5 separate regions of the Mus musculus genome follow, and regions 2, 3, 4 and 5 are each linked to region 1. The links are chromatin contacts, called in public HiChIP or PLAC-seq and promoter capture Hi-C maps. All regions are on one chromosome and are shown on one strand. Each heading gives the region's core, a stretch centred on a gene start, on an enhancer-like site or on the middle of the called end of the contact. The rest is flanking DNA. Distances are from core to core; before and after follow the strand shown. Region 1 holds the start of Brms1l (breast cancer metastasis-suppressor 1-like). Region 2 holds the start of Pax9 (paired box 9). Region 3 holds the start of C87198 (expressed sequence C87198). Region 4 has its middle 24 kb from the start of Nkx2-9. Region 5 has its middle 58 kb from the start of Mbip.

Evidence for each region. Promoter capture Hi-C pulls out the DNA fragments that hold promoters and counts their contacts. HiChIP or PLAC-seq counts read pairs in DNA pulled down with a chosen protein or histone mark.
Region 2: an H3K4me3 HiChIP or PLAC-seq map of embryonic stem cells shows a contact between it and region 1, with 7 times the contacts expected there. The contact joins the promoter of Pax9 here to the promoter of Brms1l in region 1. A contact is called at or near these places in 6 of 115 datasets of contacts at active chromatin or transcription factors (astrocytes, embryonic hindbrain, embryonic midbrain and 2 more) and 1 of 9 other capture datasets (adipose tissue).
Region 3: a contact with region 1 is called in an H3K4me3 HiChIP or PLAC-seq map of stem cell-derived neural progenitor cells, with 3 times the contacts expected there. The contact joins the promoter of C87198 here to the promoter of Brms1l in region 1. A contact is called at or near these places in 9 of 39 promoter capture datasets (the C10 cell line, the HPC-7 cell line, HPC-7-derived erythroid cells and 7 more) and 6 of 115 datasets of contacts at active chromatin or transcription factors (embryonic stem cells, large pre-B cells, neural tube and 1 more).
Region 4: an H3K4me3 HiChIP or PLAC-seq map of neural progenitor cells shows a contact between it and region 1, with 8 times the contacts expected there. The contact joins the enhancer-like site here to the promoter of Brms1l in region 1. A contact is called at or near these places in 9 of 39 promoter capture datasets (the SN4741 cell line, cranial neural crest, embryonic stem cells and 6 more), 3 of 484 Hi-C or Micro-C datasets (cortical neurons, cranial neural crest and nephron progenitors) and 9 of 115 datasets of contacts at active chromatin or transcription factors (astrocytes, embryonic basal ganglia, embryonic stem cells and 4 more).
Region 5: a contact with region 1 is called in a promoter capture Hi-C map of pre-B cells, with 3 times the contacts expected there. The contact joins the enhancer-like site here to the promoter of Brms1l in region 1. A contact is called at or near these places in 5 of 39 promoter capture datasets (the C10 cell line, embryonic stem cells, pre-B cells and 1 more), 1 of 15 datasets of contacts at CTCF or cohesin (pro-B cells), 5 of 484 Hi-C or Micro-C datasets (B cells, the C10 cell line, centroblasts and 2 more) and 6 of 115 datasets of contacts at active chromatin or transcription factors (the 230-238 cell line, astrocytes, embryonic midbrain and 3 more).

Annotation. Positions count from the first base shown.
Region 1 is chr12:55,835,012-55,837,711 of GRCm38.p6, reverse strand. It overlaps Brms1l (breast cancer metastasis-suppressor 1-like), which reads right to left and starts at 1,346. Exons shown (of 10, transcript NM_001037756.3): 1 at 1,067-1,346. The coding sequence starts at 1,208.
Region 2 is chr12:56,694,140-56,696,839 of GRCm38.p6, reverse strand. Pax9 (paired box 9) reads right to left here and starts at 1,369. Exons shown (of 4, transcript NM_011041.3): 1 at 976-1,369; 2 at 1-266. The coding sequence starts at 979. It overlaps Gm15524 (a long non-coding RNA gene), which reads left to right and starts at 2,073. Exons shown (of 3, transcript XR_003950120.1): 1 at 2,073-2,700.
Region 3 is chr12:56,589,711-56,592,410 of GRCm38.p6, reverse strand. C87198 (expressed sequence C87198) reads right to left here and starts at 1,352. Exons shown (of 5, transcript NR_046003.1): 1 at 1,245-1,352; 2 at 745-864; 3 at 516-600. The region is part of intron 2 of Gm26973 (a long non-coding RNA gene); the gene reads right to left.
Region 4 is chr12:56,636,104-56,638,803 of GRCm38.p6, reverse strand. No RefSeq gene overlaps it. Among named protein-coding and RNA genes, the nearest start is that of Nkx2-9, 24 kb to the right of the region's middle. Within about 2 kb of position 1,348, at least 7 of the 459 cell types and tissues checked have an H3K27ac peak or open chromatin away from gene starts, as enhancers often do. A contact at or near this core is called in neural progenitor cells, where this site is marked.
Region 5 is chr12:56,402,352-56,405,051 of GRCm38.p6, reverse strand. No RefSeq gene overlaps it. Among named protein-coding and RNA genes, the nearest start is that of Mbip, 58 kb to the right of the region's middle. Within about 2 kb of position 1,266, at least 23 of the 459 cell types and tissues checked have an H3K27ac peak or open chromatin away from gene starts, as enhancers often do. A contact at or near this core is called in the 230-238 cell line, B cells, centroblasts and 2 more, where this site is marked.

The sequences.
Region 1 (2,700 bases), core at 97-2,596:
AGTTCAACTGTCCTGCTGAGTAAGCAAAACACTGTTCTTCAACGGAGATAACTATAAATTTATCCTCATGTTTATTTATGAGTATAATGAGTATGAGTATATAAATGAGTATATGAGTATAAATATTTATGAGTAAAAACTTCATAAATATTTACTTTTGGATGGCTGACTTATCGGCATTACATGCTTCCAAGTATACTTTTTTGACAGACAAACCTGAAAAAAAAAAAGGTGTGAGGTGATACCACAGTCATTAACCTGTTATCAATGCTTCCCATTACACAGCCAAAACCAGGGTTAGACAAAGCCATTCTCAGTCTGTCATATGGTTAGAGGAAGATCCGGGAAATCAGTTCCATTCATTTTATTAAAGTATTAAAAGACTTATAAGGGGTTAGAAACAGCCCAAAGTTACAAAATAACCAAAGCTTGAAGATTCTGGGAATGTCAACACTGCCCACATCTTCCAGATTAAAAACTGACAAAGATTCCAAATGATCCCTCAGGCTGGTCCCTTCTTCGTCTTGAAAACTTTTGGGACCTATTATGAACCTGAGAGTTCCCAAGTCAGTCCTCTGATGACAGTACTGGTGAGAGGCTGACCTGAAAGCTAAGGTTGATGAGTGGCAAGCCCGCCAAGGACCAAGGCAAATTTATCCTCAGCCCCCACAAAAACGCTGACAAAGGTTGCTGAGACTACTAGTAAAGAGGTCGGTGGTGTCAGCTAAGGGACATTTGCAGTCTTCCAGACCAGCCAGCCGGACATTCCACTCCGGAGCCGGTAGCCCCAGGGTACTGCCAGGTGACCCTAGGGCGGGTCCCACAGTGCACAGAATCGCCTCGGGTCCTCAAAGCCTGCGGGCGCCCAGCCCACCGGGAGCCAGAGCCAGAACTGGAGCCCGCGGCGACCCGCAGCTCCGGGTGCCAGACGCCGAGCCAGTCCCCGCCCCTTCCCCATCTCCCCGCCCCGCGCTCGCAGCAGGACGCACCGCCCGGCGTGAGCACCGCGGCCTGTCGCGCGCGCGGCGCAAGGGACCCGGCATCCCCGCCCAGCTGGGTAGCGCACCTGAACTGTCCCCATCCTCCGAGACCGACGAGCTCTCGGTGTCCTCGTCTTCGGAACTGCTCCCCTCGTTCTCCGCGTAGTCCACCTCCATCTCATCGTGATGATTCGTCTCCTTCTTATCCCCTCGAGAATGGACCGGCATTTTCCAACCTCGCCGTCGCTTCCCACTTCCTGCTCCCAGCCCGGCCACTGCCGCTTCGGTGAAGGGCGCGCCGAACGCCCCGACCCACCCGGCCACCGAGCTGGATCCGAAACCCTCGACTCCTCCCCACCCCCGGCCTCAGCCTCACAACCTAACCCGCAGGCTTGCGCTGCGAGCTCTGCCATTGGTCAAGGCTGTCCCGGAGCTAGAGGCGTGGCTTGTCTTGCAAGCGAACGATTGGTTACCGGTGATTACGGCGCGGCCTTCCGCTGTCTGTCGGGAATTGTAGTCCTTAGGCCTCAGAGCTTCAGGGGCTATGGGTTTCTAAGATTCAGCTGCCTTAATCGCTTCTCACTTCGGACTTCAAGTCCCACAAGGCAGGAAAGCTGACATACTGGGACGCAGTTTATAAACTAAACAGAAACAGATTGTGCGGATTTGGTCTGTACTTATCCTTTTCCCGCCAAGTGGTTATCTGATCTGCCTAGCTACTCAAACTGTGAGAAGAATGTGAAAAGATCCTTTGCCTGAAAGGGTCTTTGCATACTCTGTGAGCCTGGAGGGTTACAGAATCGTCTCTTCTACACTAGTAGTACCTTTAGTACAGCTAGTAAACTATTAAATTGAATTGTATGTGTAAGAAATAATTTTCACAAAGAAAATTTCATTGTTCTTGGAATTTTTACAACCAAAACTACAGAGGGGAAGGAAATTTTATCTTAGTATTTCAATCTTGCGTTCTTACTTTTTTTTTTTTTTTTTAATGGAAGAAGCTACCCAAATTAAATTGATTTAATTTCAGGTTCCAGTGAAAAATAAATATTTGACTTAAAAAGATGTCATTTTTTTTTTTTCAAAAACAGGATTACACAGACAAGGACGATGCCATAACTACCATAATAATCGTAACTTATAACCGATCACTTTCACTCTTTATCAGGTTATCTTGGTAAATTCACTGCATGGATTTGCTGAGTTCAATTTTTAGTTTAATAGCCCTAAGGTAGGAGTCGGTATTATGTCCATTTTATCAACAAAATATATGGTTAAAGTATTAAAGGGACACCAGGAAGTAGAATGAAACTTAGCTGTCCTGGAACTTGCTCAGTAGGCTGACCTTGAGTTTAGTGATCTGCACGGCTCTGTCTCCTGGGATTAAAGGTATGTTCCATCACACATAGACTTAAATTTAGCTGAGTGGGATCTGTTATCTCCTAAAACAAAAGATTTTGCTCTGTTCTACTTCCCGGTGTCCCTTTAAATATTTTTCCTTTCTCAGCTTGCTCATTTTCTTACAGGTTCAGAGGTTCTGTCCATTACCATCAAGGCGGGAGCATGCCAGCATCCGGAGGAGCTGAGGGTCCTACATCATCTTATTCAGACTGGCTCCCAGGGAGCTAGGATGAGGGTCTTAAAGCCCATGCCCACAACGACACACTTGCTCTAACACCTACTGCAGCAAGGCCACACCTCCTAATAGTGCCACTTCCTG
Region 2 (2,700 bases), core at 120-2,619, 860 kb before region 1:
GTAAGTCCGGATGTGTTTCACCACAGTAGGGGTGGTGACCCGGGGCTTGCTCCCCCCAATAGCTCCCGGCAAAATCGAACCGGTCTCGTTGTAGCGCGCCAGGATCTTGCTGACGCAGCCGTGCGAGACCCGTAGCTGGCGGCTGATGTCACAAGGTCGGATGCCCAGTTGGGCTAATTCCACGATGCGAAGCCGAATGGCGTTGGGCAGCGGCCTTCCGTTCACGAACACTCCTCCCAGCTGGTTCACCTCCCCGAAGGCTGGCTCTGCAAAAGGAGCACAGAGCGCGCCACAACGCGCACCAACTGCTTGGGACAGCCGCCTGCCACTCGGCCTCCAAGAGCGTCCAGGGGCAGGGTTATGACACCCTTCTATAAGGACTGGGGTTGCCCCGAAACCAGACTGTTCCGGCCTGAGCCAAACGTCTCAAAACAAGCTGCGGCCAGACCTCGCTCCTACTTTGCGATTCCCAACAACAAACAAGAAGAGAGACCCAGGGCAACTCCGGACACTTAAAACTCTCCGAAGCAGGCGGGGAAATCGGTTCTGAGGCTCCAGCGCGCCCCTCTTTGCCTGCCTGGTACCAAAACACTCGGCCCTTGCTCCCTTCCACCGCCTTACCCCTCCCTTCTGCGGGGTTAGACGCAGTCCAGAGAAAGCTGGGGGGGGGGTGTTTTTGTTCTGTTTTGCTTGCAAGTGTAAACACGTGTGCAACAAAACTTGGATTGACACTGGAGCTGCGAGATTCGCCAATGCCACGGCCCTCTTCCCTTAAATCGCAAAATGGCATCAATTGTCACCCAGTGGCTCTCACAGAACCCTTTCCGCCACTGACCCTTGGAGGGTGCTTACAGCTCGACGGACGCAGTCTGAGTCAATACAGCGCGGTGGCGCGCCTCAGCTCCCTCCCTCTAGCCCTCGCCTGCTCGCTCCCTCCCTCCTCGGATCTGACAACGTCCCCCATCAGCCACTCACCCATTGCTCTGAGCAGTACACCAACCCGGCCCCAGTTCCGCACTCCCAGAAAGAAACTTTTTTCTTGTTCTCACTGAGCCGGCCTGTCGCTGCTCCAAGCCGAGGGTGCCTTGGCTTCTTCCCGGGAGGAGGCGACAAGAGTGCCAAAGGAAAGAGTAAAAGGAAGTCTGTGCCGGGCTGAAAGAGGCTTGAGTTCTGCATTTCAATCTAAGCAGCAACGTGGGCTGGGCTGAGCAGGGCCGGGCGGCTCAGTCTATCACTCACTTGTGACACACCCCAAAAGAGGTGGGCCCGCGAGCAATCTGCGTTGTAATTGGTGCAGGCCGGTGAGTGACAGCTCAGTCCGGGAAACTCCTTCCGCCGTCTGTTTCTGGCTGGCTCCGCACCTGGGTGACTAAATACAATGAATAAGAGTGTTTGACGTCTTCCCAGGGGCGCCGCAAACAGAGTGCAAAATCAAGCTGATAAAAATGCTGAATAAGCGAACAGAAGCTTTGGTCTCGGTTTGAATAACTTTAAGTGGGTAGAGACCGAGGACACCTTTTGGGGAAGAGATGAATTTGTCAAATTAAAGTTGGAGGTTAGAGCTCTCAGAGAACAAGTGGCACGACCCTTAAGGGATGACTGAGAACTACCTGTCATGCTGACCTTTGGGGACTGTCAGAATCTTGTCCACAAATTCTATCTCCTTCCAGTTCACTCAGGATGGGGAGAAGTCGAGTGGAGGAGGCGCTTGAGGTGTAAGGACAAGAGACTCCTTCCCGTACCCCGCCCGAAGTGGTTAGTCCAGCAGTGAGGGGCTAAACCTCAGTCAAGCAGGATCCTAGCAGAGGCCAGGTGCAGTGAGGAAAAAAAAATTAAAAAACCAGACTAAAGAGGAGCACAGGACGTCCACGGGGAAGGAGGGTTGATCCCCGGAGCGCTGGTGGCAGTGGCCACGTCCATCCCATCCCACCCCCTTGCATCACTCACCCAGGGTCCTGGTTTCCGTGTGTAAGAATTTGCCAGGGTTCTCAACACCATAGAGCCACCTTGAAAGGTTTGATTTTAAATATGAAAGTCAGCCCCAAGGAGGTACCCGCTGACACTGCCTCTGAGCATCTGTATGTAATTCCCCGCGACTTCAGCTTAGCTACCACAGATGCTGTGTGGTTCTGCCTACCTGGGGATTTTTCACTTTCATTCACCCAAATCCGAAACGGATAGAAGAGTTTGGGACAGAGAAATGCATTTCTTTATGGAGACAAGGTTGTGACGTATGTGGACGAAATAAGGAAGAGAAGCATTGTGAATGGATTCGGGTATTTGTGTGACACCGGAAAGTGGATGATATTACTTCGTCTCCATCACAACAGCCCTCTCTTTAACACATATCCAGGATGTAGGTGATGCGCGCACTCTCCCGAAGGTTCTGCACACAAAGAAATCAGAGGAATCCCGATGTTCACCAGTAAATGACAAGAGCCCAGGACGTCTAGTAATCAGTCTTGGAGCTGACCATTGATCTCCAGGCATCTGCTTCTGTGGTGGGTGTGCACCCTGAATTCAAGTTACAATCAAGTTAAGGATTGAAAGATTACTTCAAATGTCTTTTATTGCAGTCAGGTATTTCCACAATGAGGCTTCACAAATAGAAATACTTGAACATAGCCCCCCCCCCCCTTTATTTGTTGGTTTCAGATGTTCAAAGTCATTTCAAGGCTCGACTTTGTGGTTTCATCCTTG
Region 3 (2,700 bases), core at 103-2,602, 750 kb before region 1:
AATATCTCTATAAGAGTGAGCTGAGAGTTAAGTATGACAGCACATGCAAAGACCAGTGAAAGCTGGGGTTGTTGCCCTAAGTAGGGAGCTTTGGGTGGGTGTACATGTCTCTCACTCTCTTCCCCGTGGCAGATTTTTATTGATGCGTTTTAATGCATTGTTTGTTTACTTTATTTTGAGGCACTGGGAGTGGTGCCCAGGGTCTCATGAAGGCTAGCCAAATGCTGCACACTCCATCTGAAGAAGAAGGAAGGGAGGGAGGAAGGAGATAAGGAAGGTATATATACATGTGTGGGGTGGGCCAGATCTGATGGCCTGATGTCACCTGATTTAAGACCTTTAAAAATAGCTAATACTTTCTATGATTTATTTTTTTTTCCTAGTGCTGAAATAAAATTTGATGAAGACTGAATCTTTGTTAAGAAAAGTGAGGCCAGCAGACCACTCCCTCGTTGATTTCTGCGGTGCTGTTTGCTTCAACCTCTAGAGGGCAGCATGCCATCAAGGAAACTCACCAGGAGCCCAGGTAGAACCCGTTTAGATGACCAGTTGTCTGAAGTCCGAGTCATGTTGACCTTAAAGGAGGGAGAAGGGGGCTGCCTGGAAAATCCCAGAAAGATACAATACCAAAATGTAAGCAACCATTCATTATAATTTCTAATGATTATTAAATACTGGGTTATTTTGAACCCATCAGATGAATACCCTGGTAAATAAATAAATCTGATGAATGTGGATGGTTACCTGCAGGAACAAAGTCACTAAGGAAGAAGCAGGTGGTTTCTCAGACCGGGTTCCATCTTCAAAAGTGATTTCCAGCTGTGACCTCATCTCTCCAGACTCTTCAAACCTGTGCATCACAAGCTAGGGATAGAAGCCCCAGCTCTTCCTTACTCCATACCACCTACTTCCTTCAGTTAATTCTGGGCTCATTTTAGTATAGGGACCCAACGTCACTGTCTTAGCCAGGGTTTCTATTCCTGCACAAACATTAGACTGCTTTTTCTTTCCAGAGCTGAACCCATGCGTGCCAGCAGCTTGAAGCTCAGTGACTTACTTTTATCAACATGAAACCCTCTACCTCCATCTCTCTGTCTTGTTTTCTTCTGAATTATTTTCTGATTTCTAAAAAAAATATGTTTTTATTTGAAATAGCATTTGTCACTTGCTGTCTTAGGCAGGGTTTCTATTCCTATACCAAACATCATGAACAAGAACTCTCAAGTTGGGTTTATTCAGCTTACACTTTCCACATTGCTGTTGATCACCAAAGGATGCAGGACTAGAACTCAAGCAGGTCAGGAAGCAGGAACTGATGCAGAGGCCACGGAGGGATGTTCTTTACTGGCTTGCTTGCTTCCCCTGGTTTGCTCAGCCTGCTCCCTTATAGAACACAAGACTACCAGCCCAGAGATGGTCCCACCCACAAGGGGCCTTTCCCCCTTGATCACTAATTGAGAAAATGCCCCACAGCTGGATCTCATGGAGGCATTTCCTCAACTGAAGCTCCTTTCTCTGTGATAACTCCAGCCTGTGTCAAATTGACACAAAATCAGCCAATACAGTCACCTACATTTGGGATCTTGATCACTGACTCGGGGCTTCTAGTATTAATGTCACTTCCTTCACTTAACCCTGTTGTAACCTGCTCATTCAGAACAGGGAAGAGCCACAGCTACACCGCAGGAAAGCCCTGGAACGCAAGCTTCTGGGACCATCCACCCCTGCATCTCCTGGGCTCACACAGAGGCAGGTCTTACATCAGAGGGTTTTGCTCTGCTCTCTGGGATATTCAGGATCTCGGTCTAAACTCACCCACTAATCGGAGCCTTAGGATTTTAATATGCAAAATTAAGGCTGCCAAGTGCCTTCCCTACCTTCTACGGATGCAGATGCAGACAACTAGGCACTTTGATGCCAAGATCATCTTGGAGAACACAGAACAAGATCACATCTATTCAGAGGCACACCTTTGATATCCCTACACACCAACTCTGGGTGCCTTGGATAGTTGATGACTACTGTCTTCTTCAAAAGATATCTAGGATCGGTTGGGATAAAAGCTTTCATGTATGTGTGGGCTGTTGTCAAACAGGACACTAGAATATTTCTTTTATGAAAAACTAACACTTCCAATATTGAAAGGCAGTATCCATTAATTCAATCGAACATTATTTTCATAAGCAAATATGTTTGAGAAAATTAGCAAGCAAATGCATAAATAAATTACCTACATTGAAAGCTGTTACTGGCAGGTATGATAACATGTTTCGTGTTCACTAGTTTCCATTTCTTTTGAAGTGAATTTCTGGCTGCCTGTGTTTATGTCACAGGTGGTATCCTCACCTGCTTCATTAAGGCCTGTTTAGAATACAGTTCTAATGTAGGTTTTATTCCATGTAAAGCCACCTAGAGATAATTTTAAATGATCAGATCGACTAACAAACACGTAATCAAGGAGCTCTTAAGATTTTATTAAAATTCAGGTCTTTCACCATTAGCAAACCTGCTTCATTAACATATTAATAGATAATGTTCCTGCTCATAATTAGCGCGGATTTTCTTTGCATTACATTGTAGTTGAAAGAATTCAGGTGGGGTTGTGTAAAGTTGTTTTTTTTTTAATTCCTGCTAACAAAGCACCTGGAAGTGCCACTGAATCCTGCTGACCACAGTTTGCATTTTCATCTGCTTCCTTCT
Region 4 (2,700 bases), core at 99-2,598, 800 kb before region 1:
CCATTTACACTCTTTCCAAACATCATATGTCCTCTCAAGGGTCCGCTCCAGCAAAGGTCACACGCCCTCTCATGGGACTGTTTCAACAAAAATATCCTCTCACAAGACAGCTTCCTCAAAAACATCATGTGACACAAGTGATCTTCCAAAGAAACCAGAAATTTCCACTTCACAGGCTAAATCTTTTTCTGCCTTCTGTTCTACGGGGAGTGAAGGTGTTGTGCCTTGGGTAAAAAAGAAGGAAAATGCTATGTTGTTAGGTTGACCCAGTAGCTGGTCTATATGGTGAATAGAAGAAAATCCATGTTTATGGTCAAATAGCTTAGCATTAAAAGAAATAAAATCAAATGCTAATGATATTGTAACTAACCAATGGGTGTTTTCAACAACTGACTATCTCCTATATGTGAGTGTTTTGTTTGTATGTAATATGCGCATTATCACATGCATGCAGTGCTCACTGGAGTCCCTGGAAGTGGAGTGAGGGGCGCTTGTCACCATTAGGAGTCCCCAAAAAGCAAAGTGACAGAAGACTGAGACAGCTTTGACAACAGGTGTATAAATATAGTAAGTAGGAGGGAGTAATCCTAGTCTTTGTTAGAACAGTCAGGTTCGGTCCTTTGCAACTATTTATCATGATACCTCAAAACAGCAAGAAGATATAAGCTTGAGAGTTGCTAAAGCAAAACCCACTAATTACCCTGACTTAACACAATAGACTGTATCAAATGATCACATTGAACTTCAAAAATATACATAATCATAAGTCATTAAAATATTTAAAAGAAAAATATTAGCTGTATATCTGATATAATTTATTATTCGTTGTTATAACTCTCAAAGAAACTGCAGAAACGGTTCCTCAACAGGTTCCCCCGACCTTTGACAGTGCTCTCCTTGGAGAGTCTGGCGCATACATTTTTGGGGACACAAGAAGAGCATCTGGGATTATATTTTATAAACCATGACTCCTGGCCTTAGAGAAGATAACCCTCCCCAGTGTCCGGTGCTGCTCACGCAGACGAGGCATCGCAGATCAGAGAATCCTTTGGGAAGCTTGCCCTGTCTGCTAAACACACAGAACGGCTTTCAATTCCAGCAGGCAAAGCAAGGCCGGAAAGAGGTGGGTTGGATTGGTGGAGGAAGATTCTGGAATAAGAAGTCGAACTGAGTTATGTAGGAAGATGTGTTTAAAGCCAAGGTGGGAAGAATGAAAAACCTGTTTCAGAAAAGAAAAAGAGGAAAAAGCGTCCTGAGGATTACAGGGACTTGCCAACCTCTCCAAACAAAATTTGGGGTATTTTTACATGGAATTCTTGCACGTTGTAGGCTGAGCTCTAGGGGGCAGCAAAGACACAGGTTTCTTTGATAAGAACTCCACAGTCACAAATGCTTAGAAACCTTTCTAAGAATTAGAGTTTAGAAAAGTGTAATGTCAAATTAGTTCAGTCCTGTACTCTTATATAACAGGAGGAGGCTTTGTAAGCTGAAACGACTTCCTAAGATCGTCAGTTAGAAGATAGTGCAGGCCGCCCCCTCAACCCCCACCTACTCCACATTCTTTAAATGTGTTTTCCTGCCTTTAGTCAAGGTTTAGAGACAATCAATGTGTTTTCAGCCTGAAATCATTGCATCATTATGGATATTTGAGTTTAAACACATATTTCTGCCCGGTGACAAAGGACTGATTGGCTTGGGTAAGCCCGAGGCTGGTGTTTTTATATTGCCTTAATTAAACTTGGACAGAGAGGTTTTCTACATCGAGCCAGATTAAATTTCCTCAGCCAATACTTCCAGGCTTTAGCCTCTAGATGGCGACAAAGGACCTCTGCTTTGCTTTCTCACGGGTCCTTGAGGACCCCTGATCTAGAAGCTGAGGCTCCTTTAGACCCTTCATGGACTAACATAATTTCCCCTTAGCTAAGCTAATGACCAGGACCCGCTGCTCGTTTGCTGTAACTATTTTCATTACGATTCCCTGCCAATGTCTGTTATTAAACAGGTTTTGCTCTCTGTCGTGTCGTATGTTTGGCAGAGTCGTATTTAGAAAGAAGAGGATTTTCATTGAATTTTAGACCTCATAGCATTCATAAGGCTGCTGCCTCTTGTCTTTCCTGATCCTGTTTCTGTCTCTTCCCCTCTCGCCCCAGGCCAATCACCTTGCATGACTCTACCTCCCACCCTCCCCCCCCCCCCACACCCCCACACACACCCGGGGTTGCCACTCACTAATTAGCGAATGGTACTTACTAGCTTTGAACAGGTACTAAGAACCAAACTGAAAGGAAGAGAAAAGGAGTCTTATAGGTTGGAAAAGGGAAAGGGTGGTCTCTTACACATTGAGTTTCTAGTTTGGTGATACAGGATGAGAAAATCATTTTAGGAGGGGAATCCAACCGTGTGTGTGTGTGTGTGTGTGTGTGTGTGTGTGTGTGTGTGTTTGTGTGTGTGTGTGTGTGTATTCATACAAAGAGTAACTGTTAACAGAAAGTGGTCGAAGAAAGGCATGAAGGGCTTATGAAAATGAAGAGCTGCGAATTCACCTGCACACTGCAGACCTACTAGGTTCCAGCCACTATGGACCATTATGTCTATTTATCAACACCTAAGCAGACTGCATTGTGAACCACTGTCTCAAAAGTGCTGAAGGACTTTTAAGATCAGCTGACTGTGGAGGTAAACACCCCACCCCCCATCATG
Region 5 (2,700 bases), core at 17-2,516, 570 kb before region 1:
CACACATCTGTGGCCTTGCACATGCTCAGATACGCTTTGGGTATTCCCTTTGAAGGTCAACTCAAAAGAGGGGCAGGGTATTGTATCAGGGGTCACCAGCACACCATGTGGTTTATATCATCCAGTTTCAACCAGATCATATCTCCAGTTTATGGTGACCAGGACAACTCAAGGAAAAGATCCTCTTCCCTTCCAGACAGCTGAATGTGGGTTGTTGTAAAGATCATTTAGAGACACACCTAGGGTAGGCTTTCTCTAAGATTTTTGGATGAGTTCTCTTATTGGTTGTTCAAAGTGGTGTGGTCAATCTTGAAGCCATATTCTACACACAGAACAACAAAATCGGACCCAGAAGATAATATTTATGTATATTTGTGCATAAATATGTGTATATATATATGCATGTATGTATATATATATGTATGTGTATATGCGTGTGTATGTGTGTGTGTATATGTGTGTGTATATATGTGTATATACACACATATATTTTTACATATATAAAGCATATACTCAAAGAAGAGGGTATCAACTTGAAAGTGAAAGGACATGGGAAGAGTTTAAGGAAGGGTAGTTGGGAGGGGCTGGAGGGAGGAAACAGAGAGAGGAAATGATGCAATACTCTTTCAATTAAAAACATTAAAAAAAAGACTTCAGAAAAAAATCACAGAGATTTAATTTTTGTTCAGAGGGGTTTTGTGTTTTATTATGGGGTCCTGAGGCTTATAAGAGATTCTCTTCCCCACCCCCACCCCCACCCTCAAAGACAAATCGTATCTAGATATTTAAAAGAAATTATTCAATTTGTGTCTACATGAACAAGAAACCCTCTCTTTACCTGTAGAAAGGTATCTACAATTAAAAAGACCTTAAGAGGAGCCATCTACCCCATGTGAGCTAATACCCACTTCAGCTAACTCAAATGATTGCTTTTGGAAGGGCTTCTGATCTCAGCTATAAGAGAAAACCATTTTTTCAGTAGATTGAGCAAGGGTTGATGCTAATGGGGTCCTTAAATTCTAGGGCTAACCCAGGTCAATTGATACATTGTTTCTTCTACGAAGCATTAGTTTTGTAAGTTGAATGATCATTGTAACAATTGTGCTTGCTGCCAGGATGGCACATTTCTCAGCAATGAGGAGACGATGCTGTTGCTAAATATGTCTTCAGGAAATGAAGTCGTCTTCTGGGTACTTCTGAGTGACAAACATGAGCACACCATCCCATCACTGTGATGTTACTTGAGTTTGCAAGTGAAAACTCCCAAAGGAGTCACAAGATGTCTCCTCTAGAGGGTTGGGGTGATGATCGTTGCTCACAGGAGGGCCCCTGGGAGAGTTGAAGAGAGATCCAGAATAGATACTGAGGTGACAACACAAGGGTCGGGGCGAGGACTCAGGGAATTCAAAATATATACAGAAATAGACAGAATAGCCTAATAAATTACCATGGTTTGAATAGTTAACACTACCAATATATCCATGAGCTTACCTTTTCTACAGTACACATTTCCACCTGCTATGCTGGACTATCCTAAAATATCACTATTAATAGTACTGTGCTGATTTAATTTTTATTTAGTCAAGTTTACTAGGTTTTTGTTGTTGTTGTTGGGATTTTTTTTGCCAGTATTTGGATCAGGTTGAGACCTCTCTCTCTCTCTCTCTCTCTCTCTCTCTCTCTCTCTCTCTCTCTCTCATATACACACACACACACACACACACACACACACACACACACACACACAAAACCTTTGGTACTGTTCTAAAGATGAGGGAAATGAGCTCTAGAGTCCACAGTGGCCCAGTTTATAGAGAAGGTAGATGAAACCTTGGCAACCTGAGGCAGGTCTCCTCCTGACCGGTGCACCATGTCTCTGCCTAGTGAGCCTTCCACAGCTCATGATCACACTCATGTTTGTTCATGCTTGGCTGCTGAACGGTGAAATCACTCCGTTCCAGGGTGGCTGCTTTTACAAGCCTTTGAAGGCAGTGTGCCGTGAAGGGGAGGCTGCCCATAGATTCCCTTGAGATTATCACGAAAGCCCCTGCACCCTGTCTGAAGGCACTCTACATATTTGCATAGATGGACTCAAACATGCATGTGCGAACATATGCAACACAATCACACACCAGATGTCAAAAGAGCATCCAGGGACTTGTTTGCTCATTATTATGTCACCTCAGCATGAGTCAGTAAACACATTTTCAGTTACCTGGAACCTGGATTGGATACTACTGGTTTTTTTGTTTATGTGTTTAATTGTTTTGTTTTGTTTTTAATTTGGTTTTCTAGAGAACAGTATACTTTGATTATATTTGTGTTTGTAGGCAGATGACAATGACCTATTTAATCAATACATCTAAAGGCTAAGGGGTAAACTATATTATTCAGGTTCTTCAAAAAAGCTTATGCTAATTTAACTTGACCCGTAGCATTTCAGGTTAATATGATTTGGATGACATGTATCATTTTTAGAAATTGATGTTTTTGTTGCTGGTTTCTCCTGACATGTCTGAGCTATAATATGGAATGTGATACTCCTTCAACAAAGAAGGTAATTCTCACTAGTGAGGGTAATTAATGGCTATTTGATCATATCACAGCATAGAAACGATGTTTTTGCCACACAATAGGTTTCCTAATTGGTGAACCAAGGATGACCACGTTCATTTTCTGCCCATAGAGATTTCCTACTGT